Linked DNA regions of Zea mays: all the other regions are linked to region 1. The links are chromatin contacts, called in public Hi-C maps. All regions are on one chromosome and are shown on one strand. The core of a region is the stretch at or near the end of the contact, and the rest is flanking DNA. Distances in the headings are between cores, read along the strand shown. Region 1 holds the start of LOC100277266. Region 2 holds the start of LOC103652908 (translation initiation factor IF-2). Region 3 holds the start of LOC103652911 (berberine bridge enzyme-like 8).

Region 1 (3,236 bases), core at 679-3,178:
ACCTTCTTAGCATACTTGGAGTCACTTCCACCTGCTTTCTTAGCTCTTAGTTCATTTTCTCAAAAAGCAGCTTTTCGAACTTTTCAAATGCCTAAGCATATACTTGGTCTTGGAGTCACTTGGACCTGCTTTCTTAGCTCTCAGTTCATTTTTCTCAGAAAGCAGCTTTTCGAACTTTTCAAATGCCTACACTGCTCAACAGCGAGCTGTTTATTTCAGCTTTCTTAGTACAGAAGCTAGCAAAAAAAAAAAGTTTCACCTTTCAGGATGATTTGACCCATGGATATGCTTGTTACGAGTTCCAAATAGACGGAATTGCGTTTCAGCCTTTCAGGACGGTTTGCAGTAGAAACATAGCGATTGAGTCGTCATTTATGGCTGGTAGGGGCGTCAATGCAAATGCAAATCGAATAAGTGTGTTTGGTTGGGGAGTGACTCCATTTCTATTTTTTAGATATTTAATTTAAAATAAAAGAGGAGCGGAACAGCTCCTAAAATCTTTATATAATAATTTACCATAAATAATTAGAATGCTCCAACTCTAAAAAACGAATGGATACAAGCGCTCTCTCGGATGCGAGAGCTCTCCTCCCTCTCCTATCTTCTACACATTCATATAGCTATTCAACCAAATAGATAACGAAGTGGCAACTAAATAAAAAATGGAGAGGCTCTATTCTGTTTGCTAAACACGGAATAGAACAACTCTATTATAAAAAAACTAGAATGGAGCCGTTCCATTTTAGTTGACTCTCCAGCAAAGTTTCGGTGAAACGTCAACTTCTGTAGAATACCATACACAGTGCAAAAGACGACGATGAAGCGAGGTACTCCCTCACTTTTAAATTGCAAGTCATTCCGATTTAGTCAGAGAATGAAAACATCTCAAATTAGATTAAATTTATATAATAAAAGTGTAACATTTATAGTACCAATTAAGTATCATTAGGTCCTTTACCAATTATATTTTCATCCTACGTTCACCGCCTATTTGATGTTGTAAATCCCTGCAATTCGATCTCTCAGCAACTTCGATCAAACCTAAGATATGCTTTGGCTCTTTAAGAAAATTAGAATGCCTTGTAATTTAAAACCGAGGGAATAGTTGCTGAGGGTGATGCGACTTTGAAAATAGAAGCGGCCTTTGGAAAAAGAAAGGAAAAAACAACAACAAATTGAACCAACCTTTGAAAAGCTGACCAAATTAATTGAATACGATTATTAGCGGATCTGGCAAAAAAGAATTCCAGAACTTGAGACCATGATAATAAAAAAACATGACATATGTATTATTAATGGCCATCTATCAGAAGCATGCTCATAAGGGATTAATTGGATATACTGTATCTGGACTCGAGGATGTCGTTGATAAAGTAGTAGCTAAATAAATCAACATACAGCTAGCAAGCAGATGGAGATGAACATGTAAATGTATATAGTAGTATATGCCTCCGCACCACGCAGTACCTAATCCAGCCACCCAGATTGATGTCAAATAAAGCCAGGCCGGGCCGGGCCGCCGCGCGCCAGCAGCTAGCCTCGCTCAGCCCGGCGGCGACGACGGGCGACTAGCTAGCCGAGGTAAATGTGGACGCCGACGGCGAGGAGGAAGATGGCGAGGAGGGCGAAGTAGATGACGGCGTGGATGAGGATGGAGAGGCCGCTGGTCTGGAAGTTGCCGAACTCGATGATCCGGCCCTTGCCGGGGATCTGGAAGAGCAGGCCCGGGGAGAGCAGGATGAAGAGCACCAGCCCGATCAGCACCGGCCCCCAGTCCGCCATGCCGAGATCGATCGGTCGGTCGATGAGCGAAGCACAGCACACTCTCGGCAGCTCTGTGGCGCGGTGGTGGTGGGTGGTGGTGTGTGCTAGGCTGCTATAGCTACCTCTTGCTCCTCTTGTTGGTTCGGTGTGGTAGGGAGAGTGTTGTAGGACCAGTGGAGAGAACGTGCGTTGCGTGACGCGATATATAGCGTAGTGGCATTTTGCTGAGGGCCGAACGGATGGAAGGTTGGGTTCATCTGACTCATGTTGTCTGTCCATGCTGCGTGGGTAATGCTGGTGTGGGTGGCTTCTCGCTTGCCCCTGTCGATTAAAGCCGCGTGGTTTATTTTCTTTAGGACTAATTTGATGACAAGAGAATTAAGGTCTTGTTCGTTGGTGCCGAATTAATGGGTCGAAACAATTCCTAACCGTTACTAGCTTACTTGGACCTTTCGTTCACCGTTAAAATTCCATCATCAGGGAAGCAAGATAGATGTATGTGACACTTGTCACGTCTCTCTCTGACGCAGACATAGTGACTAACTAAATCGAATGTGTTCAGTAGGGTCGAGATGATGGATTTTTGGTTTATCACGGTAGTGATAAATAGCGCTACCACACACTCACGCGCACAACTCCTAAACACTGTCCAGCAAAATAACGTCTAACTTTCATAAATTGTGACACAAAGGAGAAACTATGAACTTTCATAAATAGGGTCACTTTTCTCCCCTTTTTAGGTGCTACCTTTTGGTGATACGTGTGACTGTATATCCTTCTCAATGTTGAGTGAGCCTGTTCTCTTGTCTTTAATCAGTACCAACTTTTACTTATTATATAATGTCTTTGTCTTTATAAATTACAGCTGTATCAGTCCGAACAACGGATTTGAATACGAATCCAACAACCTAAGTTTTCCAAGTAATACATCGTTATCTTCTACCAAGTGTGACCTTGTCAATTGCATGGTGGTTTTACGTGGGTCGAAAGAGAGGTGTCACATCAGTCATCCTAGTTCGTCTTTTTCCCATGGAATCGGCTTTCAGGTGCATTATAGTCCCTTTCAATCTAGCAACCAACGAAAGGCGCTTCTTTTCATTTTGATTCCATTCACCTAACCTGTACAGCACAACCACTATTTACTATTGAATTCTCGCTGTTTTACTTTTTATTAATCTAAGACTCCTAAGTTCTCTTAAGTTTTAACCTCCAAATCTCTCTCTCTCTCTCTCTCTTTATATATATATATATATATATATATATATATATATATATATATATATATATATATATATATATATATATATATATATATATATATATATATACACACACACACGAGCCAAGCCTGGTCGCATCGAATGGGCCGATCCAGGCGGCCCGTATTTATGCACTGCATTTACGCAAGTGTAATAGTTAGTACAGAAATGCGTAACCAAACGTGGGCCATTTGTCCGAACGTGGGCCGGTGA
Region 2 (3,486 bases), core at 828-3,327, 130 kb before region 1:
ACAAGCTTGCAATAACTAGGCAACAGTGTACTGTCAGGGCCGGGGAAACCTGCCGGTGCAAGCAAATCTAAACGTTGGTTGGTTCTTTGACCTTTGTTGTTTTTCAGTTCAGACTATGAAAAGCTATGCGTCAAACATCGCAAAGCAGTGCAACAGTTGTTTTGGTACGTCTACCAACCGTCGCCCTAAAGCCCAGTTTGATCACTTACAGTTTAAAAAATAGTTGTTTCAACAATCTTCTATAAAATATTTCTGTTCGTTCCGTCAAAAAAAAAATGCAAACTCACTACCGGAATCCGGCGCGGCTGAAAAACACTCCCGGCGCGGCTGAAAAACACTCAGTAAAGAGAGTTTAGCGAACAGTACATCGACAACTCAGTAAAGAGAGTTTAGCGAACAGTACATCAGCAACGGTTCCTTTGCCGAGTACTTTTTATCCGACACTTGGCAAAGGCTTTGCCGAGTGTCCCTCGATACTCCACAAAGAAAAGCCGTCGTCACGGCGACCAGTATCAGAGACGACGCTTTTGCCGAGTGTTTGGCACTCGGCACATGTTTTATTTGCCGAGTGTATTTCTGTGCCGAGAGCCCTGCTCTCGGTAAACGCGGTCGTTAGATACCGAGAGCAGAACTTTGCCGAGTGTCCGACAAAAAAACAACCGGCAAAGAGCCGGATTCCGGTAGTGAGGCACAATCACCATATCCATGTCTGAGAAATATTTGTTCAGGTAGAATCTGCACCAATGATCTGATCTCCATCCATCTCATCTTTTGAAGGCAGTTTGCACAATGGCCATTGCTCACGAGCATAAGCAGTGCTGGTTAGCGTTGCTAAACTTTTTTACAAAAACCGGTTACTGGCTAACCATGCATTTTTTTACATGTAATTAACACACATCTCATACAATTTATATAACTCAGAAAGTCTACAAAAAGTACTAGTAAAACACAGAACTGGCTGATCATCAATGCACCTTCTTGGAGAAGAGCCCCTTGATGCCGAACAGCCCGCCGCCGCCGCGGGCGGCGCCGACGTCCGCGCGCCGGCAGCTGACCTGGTGCCGGTATCCGATGCAGGAGTTCACGCTCAAGTTCAAGCCGCGGACGCCGCTGCCAAGGCCAGGCTTCCGAGCAGCGCTGGCCGGTTTCTCCTTGTGCCGCGGCGGCGGCGCCCGCCTGTCGGTGAACGGCTCTGAGGCTGAAGGGGCGGAGGTGGGGACGGGTGCAGGCTTGGCAGCCGGTCGCCGGATCTGCCAGACCGGGCTGGATCGGCCCACCGCCACGCCACCGCCGCCGGAGCGGCCCGGGCTCGCCACCCACCGCCGGAGCGGGGGCGCGCCGGCCTCGCCGCGGGAGTTGCTGCGCGAGCACGGCGCGCTGCTGACCTTCCGAGCGGGCGGCCGCGGCTTGGACGTGCCGGACCCGGACCCGGACCCGCCGCCGGCCGAGCGGCTCCGCGAGAAGGGCCAGATGTTGATGTTCAGCTCGGAGCCCGCGCCGTTGGAGTGGGAGTGCCCGCCCTGTTTCCGGTTCCCGGCGCCGTCCTTGCGCTTCTCCCTCTCCTTGTCCCGGTCCTTCTCCTCGGCTCCCGGCGCCGGCTTCTTGGAAAAGATGTCGGTCCAGCGCTTGGACCCTCCTCCTCCTCCTCCGGTGGCGGTGGGCAGAGCTGTGGAAGTGATCGAGGCCGGAGGCGGCGAGACGGTCGCGAGAAGGAACGCCTCTCCTGGCTCCGGCTCCGGCTCCGCGACGGGCACGCATTGGCTGATGCCGCTGCCAATGTTACTTGATGCGGGTTTCGGTGTGAGGACGGGGAGCGGGAGGAGTACCCCGCCGGCAAAGAGCTCGTCGGCGCAGGAGGGCGAGGCGGCGGGGTTGGGGTGGAGCGGCCAGAACTCGAACTCCGGGGAGGAGGACGCGCTGCTGCTCCTCCTCGCCTCGGCGGCGTCCATGGCTGCCTGAGAGTTGGATGAGCTGCCTGCTTGCTCCGATTGGATTGCTTCGGCTCCCTGCGAGGTGGTGGAAAAGGGAGGAGGGGGGCGGAGAGGAATGTGTGGAGGTGGCAGCGCGCGGCTTTTGTATGGGTGGATACGCGAGCCAGATGAACTGACGAGGGCCATTAAAAGAGGAGAGCACATGGGTAGGTAGGCCCCACGAACACCATCCCAATGCTGCCAAGATATATTAATTTGGTGGGACCCGCGGAGGGTGGTGGGGCCACTCGCCGGTGGCAGGGAAGTAACTAGTTTTTTTAATCTGCATTCTTTTTGCTCATTTAGAATCAGAATTTTATTATTTCTAACTTTTTTCTCAAAGTGGAGAACCTAGGGTCGATCGACTTCAACCAGACTTTCTAGGGCAGATTAACAACATTCTATAATTAAATATTTTTAACATTGAGCTAAACAGGAGGTTAAAAATATAACTTGAAGTAAAATGGTAAATCTGTAAGGTTTGCACCTATATATATGTCCAATAAGCACGAGGCCCGTGAGCCCGGCACGAAGCCCGTTGTTTGGGCCCGGTCCGAGCCGGCACGGTCCGGTTCTATGCGGGCCCGGGCCGGCCTGGCACGAATAAGCGGGCCGGGCTCGGACAAGAAACTAGGCACGGTGGGCTAGCCCGGCACGGGCCGTTTACCTCTAAGCTCGTTAAGCCCGATTTTACACTAAAACGTACTTACCGGCCCGTATAGCCCGTTTTTCGGCCCGTTTTTTCGTGCTAAACGGGTCGGGCCGGCCCGGTTTTCTAACCGTGCCTGGCGGGCCGGGCCCAAAACGGGTCGGGCTTCACCGGGCCCGGGCCGGGCCGGGCGGCCCATTTGGACATCTCTATTTGCACCCTTAGACATATTGCATAGGTGTAGGATCTAGCGTCGCCTTTGTCACTCCGGCGAGGTGAGCGCGAACCCCTCATAATCAACACCACGGTTCCTCCATAATTTTCACGTAGAGCTCGATAGAGACAACACCCGAGTCATCTAGGAGATGGCAACCTCCAAGAGTAACAAGTCAATGACGCTTGCCCGGTGTACCACCTAGTGCCTCAAAAGATCACAAAGGATGCAAATGCACTAAAACCTCCCAATCACTCACAAGAATACAATCTCAAGCAACGAGTGTGAGAGTTTGAATTAGAGGATCACAAATGAGCTCAATGTGTGCTAAGAGTGGCCAAGTGAGCCCTCACACACGAGCTCCACTTTTATTTATAGCCCTCAACTCAAACCTAGTCGTTATGTGCAACTAGCACATGTTCTGCGCACGCGCGGACGGTCCGCACCCTATGGTCGGACGTTCCCCCGTACCAGTAACGACTATAAAGACCGTTTGAAACATGTCAGTGCTGTCAGAAAAAGTCAAGCCCGGACGGTCCGCCCGCCTAGGCTGGATGGTCTGGGACCTGTAAATATGAACTACCAGACCACTTACCAATTTAAACAACCCGGGCGAACTGTCCGACAAGTAGACATGGCCAAATGGGCGGCCC
Region 3 (3,353 bases), core at 219-2,718, 240 kb after region 1:
CATATCCAGGTCGCGGTAGTTGGCGAACGCCTCCCTGGGATTGCTGGTGACGAACTGCGCCATGAAGCCGTAGAGGCCGTTGAGCCACCCAAGCGCCGCCGCCGCCTCCGTGCCGTTGGCACCGCAGCACCAGTTGGAGCCGTACTGGATGTTGAACAGCACGCCCCTGCGGTGCGGGTACGGCGAGGTGGTCATCGTGTTGGCGCCGCCGACCGCCGCGCCGTGCGGCTCCAGGATGATCTGCCCGTTGCCGTTCTGGGAGAGCCACTGCTGGTACAGGCTGTCCCACCCGGCCTTGCCGACGGCGCGGCGCACGTAATCCGACTTGCTCTTGAAGTAGTAGTTGCCCACGTTGTTGGTTCGGTTCAGGAGCGCCTCCACCGGCGTGTCGGTGTTGCCGAAGTAGATGAACGCCATCGCGCGCAGCCAGCTCATCTCGTGGCAGTCGGCCGCCGTGGTGCCGAGCTCCGGGAAGAGGCCGCGCATCGTGTTGAGGAGGTCCGAGCACCCGCCGAGGAAGAGCGTCTGGAAGAAGGCCTGCCTGTACTGCAGGACGACCCGGATGGTGAGGTCCGGGAGGACTGGCGGCTGGAGGATGGTCGTCTCCCACTTGGCGACGAGGTCGGCGGCGCCCTGCTCCATGGTCCTGAGGACGTTGACCACCGTCACCGTCGGCGGGACCTTAGACAGCTTCAGCCGCCACGCCACCACGACGCCGAAGGTCTCGCCGCCGCCGCCCCGGATGGCCCAGAAGAGGTCATCCCCCATGGCGAACCTGTCGAGGACGTCGCCGTTGGCGTTGACGATCCTGGCGTCGACGACGTTGTCGCCCCCGACGCCGTACTTGCGCATCATGAGACCGATGCCGCCGCCGCTGATGAAGCCGCTGACGCCGACCGTCGCGCACGCGCCGCCCGGGAACAGGAACCCCGGGTTGGTCGTGCCCACGGCGTAGTACAGCTCGCCCAGCGTTGTGCCGGCGTCCACCCACGCGCTGTCGTCCCCGGGGCGCACCTGCACGCCGCGGAGCCTGGCTAGGTCCAGCACCGCGAACACCTCGGGCTGGACGGAGCGGTAGGAGAGGCCCTCGTAGTCGTGCCCACCGCTGCGCACGCGGAGGCGCACACCGTTCCAGCGGCCGCAGCGCACGGCGGTCTGGACGTGGGAGACGTCGGACGCCGTGATGATGCACAACGGCCTCACCGTGGTGTTGGTCACGAACTTGGGGTTCTGCACGGAGGACTGCAGCACGGAAGTGAAGCTGCTCGAGCTCTGCTGGTACACCAGCTCGCTCGGCATCATCGCCGACAGGCATTGCAGGAAGGAATCGGAGGAAGCTGAGCAAGGTAGCAGCGAGGTATTGCAACACAACATGCACAGGATGAGAACTACTACAGCTTTCCTTCCGGATGCAGCCATTGTTGACCGATGGTATTGCTGCATGCTTCGTTCTATTGGTTGCATTGGTTCTATATATAGCAGTGTGCCAAGTGTACTATATAGGTCTAGAGCCTTTCACACATGAAGTTCATCTATATAAAATTGGTCGCATTCGTTCTGATGGATCCAGCCTGTCTTTCTATCTTACATTATGAATCCAGAGCGTGCAAATTGCTGTCTTTAATTTCTACCATAGCAGTGCATGGTAGAATACGAGCTGGCCGGGCAAATTGCTTGAGCTCTACTTGAGTATTCAAAAACGATATTTAAATATAAGAACTGTAGAGAACGTAATAAAACAGTTTTTCATTAAATATACTTACATAAATTTAGTAAACATTATATTGTTACTTGTTATTGTCAACGAATCACTATATATTAATCGTATGGACGATAGCGTACGACAGAAAATAAAGTGTTCTACAATCTCTAGGATACTACTAGGGATGGTAATGGGTACGGGTATAGATAAATAACCACAGATAATTATTCATTGGATATATGAGTATGATGAAATTTGGTATCCACAGGTACGGTTATAGATATAATAAGGTATCCGCGGATAATTTTTTCGCGGGTATGGATATCCAGTATTCATACCTGTTACCCAATGTATATCTGACATGTGAGCCATCTGGATTTAATATATTATCTTAAATTCTTATTTTTTTAAATTTTTATCCATGACATGTTGTTTGGTGCTGAAATTATCATTTAATGTTGTTGGAATGATAATTGTTTTTGAAATGTGATAAAATTGTTGTTTGATATTGAATGCTAAAATTGTAGTGGACGGACGGGTAACATCCATCGGATAGCGGATACCCGATGGATACGGTATGGACCACGAACGTTTATGGATACAGATATGTATTAAGTTTTGTCTCGCGGGTATGGATTCGCGAACTATATATCCACCATATTATCATCCCTAGATACTAGTGTACTACAAGATAGAGTGAGTAGATCATTGTCGGTGTTTCGAAACCCGGAGGGTCCCTGGACCGACAAGTGAATTGTCGCCGCGTGCCCCAGCCCAGATGGGTCGGCGCGAGGCGGAACGCGAAGGGGGGAGAAGCAGCCGGAGGGAGACAGGCGTGGGAGGTGGAACCCGCGGCCTTCGTGTTAGCCCCGTGCCCAGGTCGGGTGCGCTTGCAGTAGGGGGTTACAAGCGTACACGCGGGAGGGAGCGAGCGGCCTTGCGCGAGCGCCGTCCCGTCCTTCCCCGCGCGGCCAACCCTCTGTAAGAGGGCCCTGGACCTCCCTTTTATAGGCGTAAGGAGAGGATCCAGGTGTACAATGGGGGGTGTAGCAGTGTGCTAACGTGTCTAGCGGAGGAGAGCTAGCGCCCTAAGTACATGCCATCGTGGCAGCCGGAGAGGTTTTGGCACCCAGTTCGTGTGGTGTCGTGGCCGTCGGAGGAGCGCTGGAGCCTGGCGGAGGGACAGCTGCCGGGGCTGTCGAGTCCTTGCTGACGTCCTCTTGCTTCCGTAAGGGGGCTGAGAGCCGCCGTCGTTATAAAGCGTGCGGGGCGCCATCATTACTCGCATAGTGGAGCGAGCCAGATGGGACGCTGGTCTTGTTCCCCGTAGCCTGAGTCAGCTCGGGGTAGGGTAATGATGGCGCCTCCTGTCGACGTGGTCGGTCCGTGCCCTAGGTTGGGCGAGGTGGAGGCTCCTTCGAGGTCGAGGTCGAGTCTGTATTCCAAGGTCGAGGTCGAGTCCGAGCCCCCGGGTCGGACAAGGCGGAGACCATCGGCTGAGGCCAGGCCCGAGTCTGAGCCCTGGGGTCGGGCGAAGCGGAGTTCGTCGTCTTCCGGGGCTGAGCCCGAGTCCGAGCCCTGGGGTCGGGCGAGGCGGAGTTTCCTATGACGCCTGAGGCCGGACTTGGCTGCTGTCAGCCTCAATCCGTCG

What was found. Hi-C and Micro-C count contacts between places; a contact is called where the count stands out from the background.
Region 2: a Hi-C map of endosperm shows a contact between it and region 1, with 1.8 times the contacts expected there. The contact joins the promoter of LOC103652908 here to the promoter of LOC100277266 in region 1. A contact is called at or near these places in 3 of 25 Hi-C or Micro-C datasets (endosperm, leaf and tassel).
Region 3: a contact with region 1 is called in a Hi-C map of ear, with 2.0 times the contacts expected there. The contact joins the promoter of LOC103652911 here to the promoter of LOC100277266 in region 1. A contact is called at or near these places in 1 of 25 Hi-C or Micro-C datasets (ear) and 1 of 3 datasets of contacts at active chromatin or transcription factors (leaf).

Annotation. Positions count from the first base shown.
Region 1 is chr4:19,204,338-19,207,573 of Zm-B73-REFERENCE-NAM-5.0, forward strand. LOC100277266 reads right to left here and starts at 1,929. Exons shown (of 1, transcript NM_001320299.1): 1 at 1,269-1,929. The coding sequence starts at 1,782. The coding sequence ends at 1,573.
Region 2 is chr4:19,073,067-19,076,552 of Zm-B73-REFERENCE-NAM-5.0, forward strand. LOC103652908 (translation initiation factor IF-2) reads right to left here and starts at 2,078. Exons shown (of 1, transcript XM_008679901.3): 1 at 711-2,078. The coding sequence starts at 1,949. The coding sequence ends at 966.
Region 3 is chr4:19,444,563-19,447,915 of Zm-B73-REFERENCE-NAM-5.0, forward strand. It overlaps LOC103652911 (berberine bridge enzyme-like 8), which reads right to left and starts at 1,469. Exons shown (of 1, transcript XM_008679903.2): 1 at 1-1,469. The coding sequence starts at 1,464.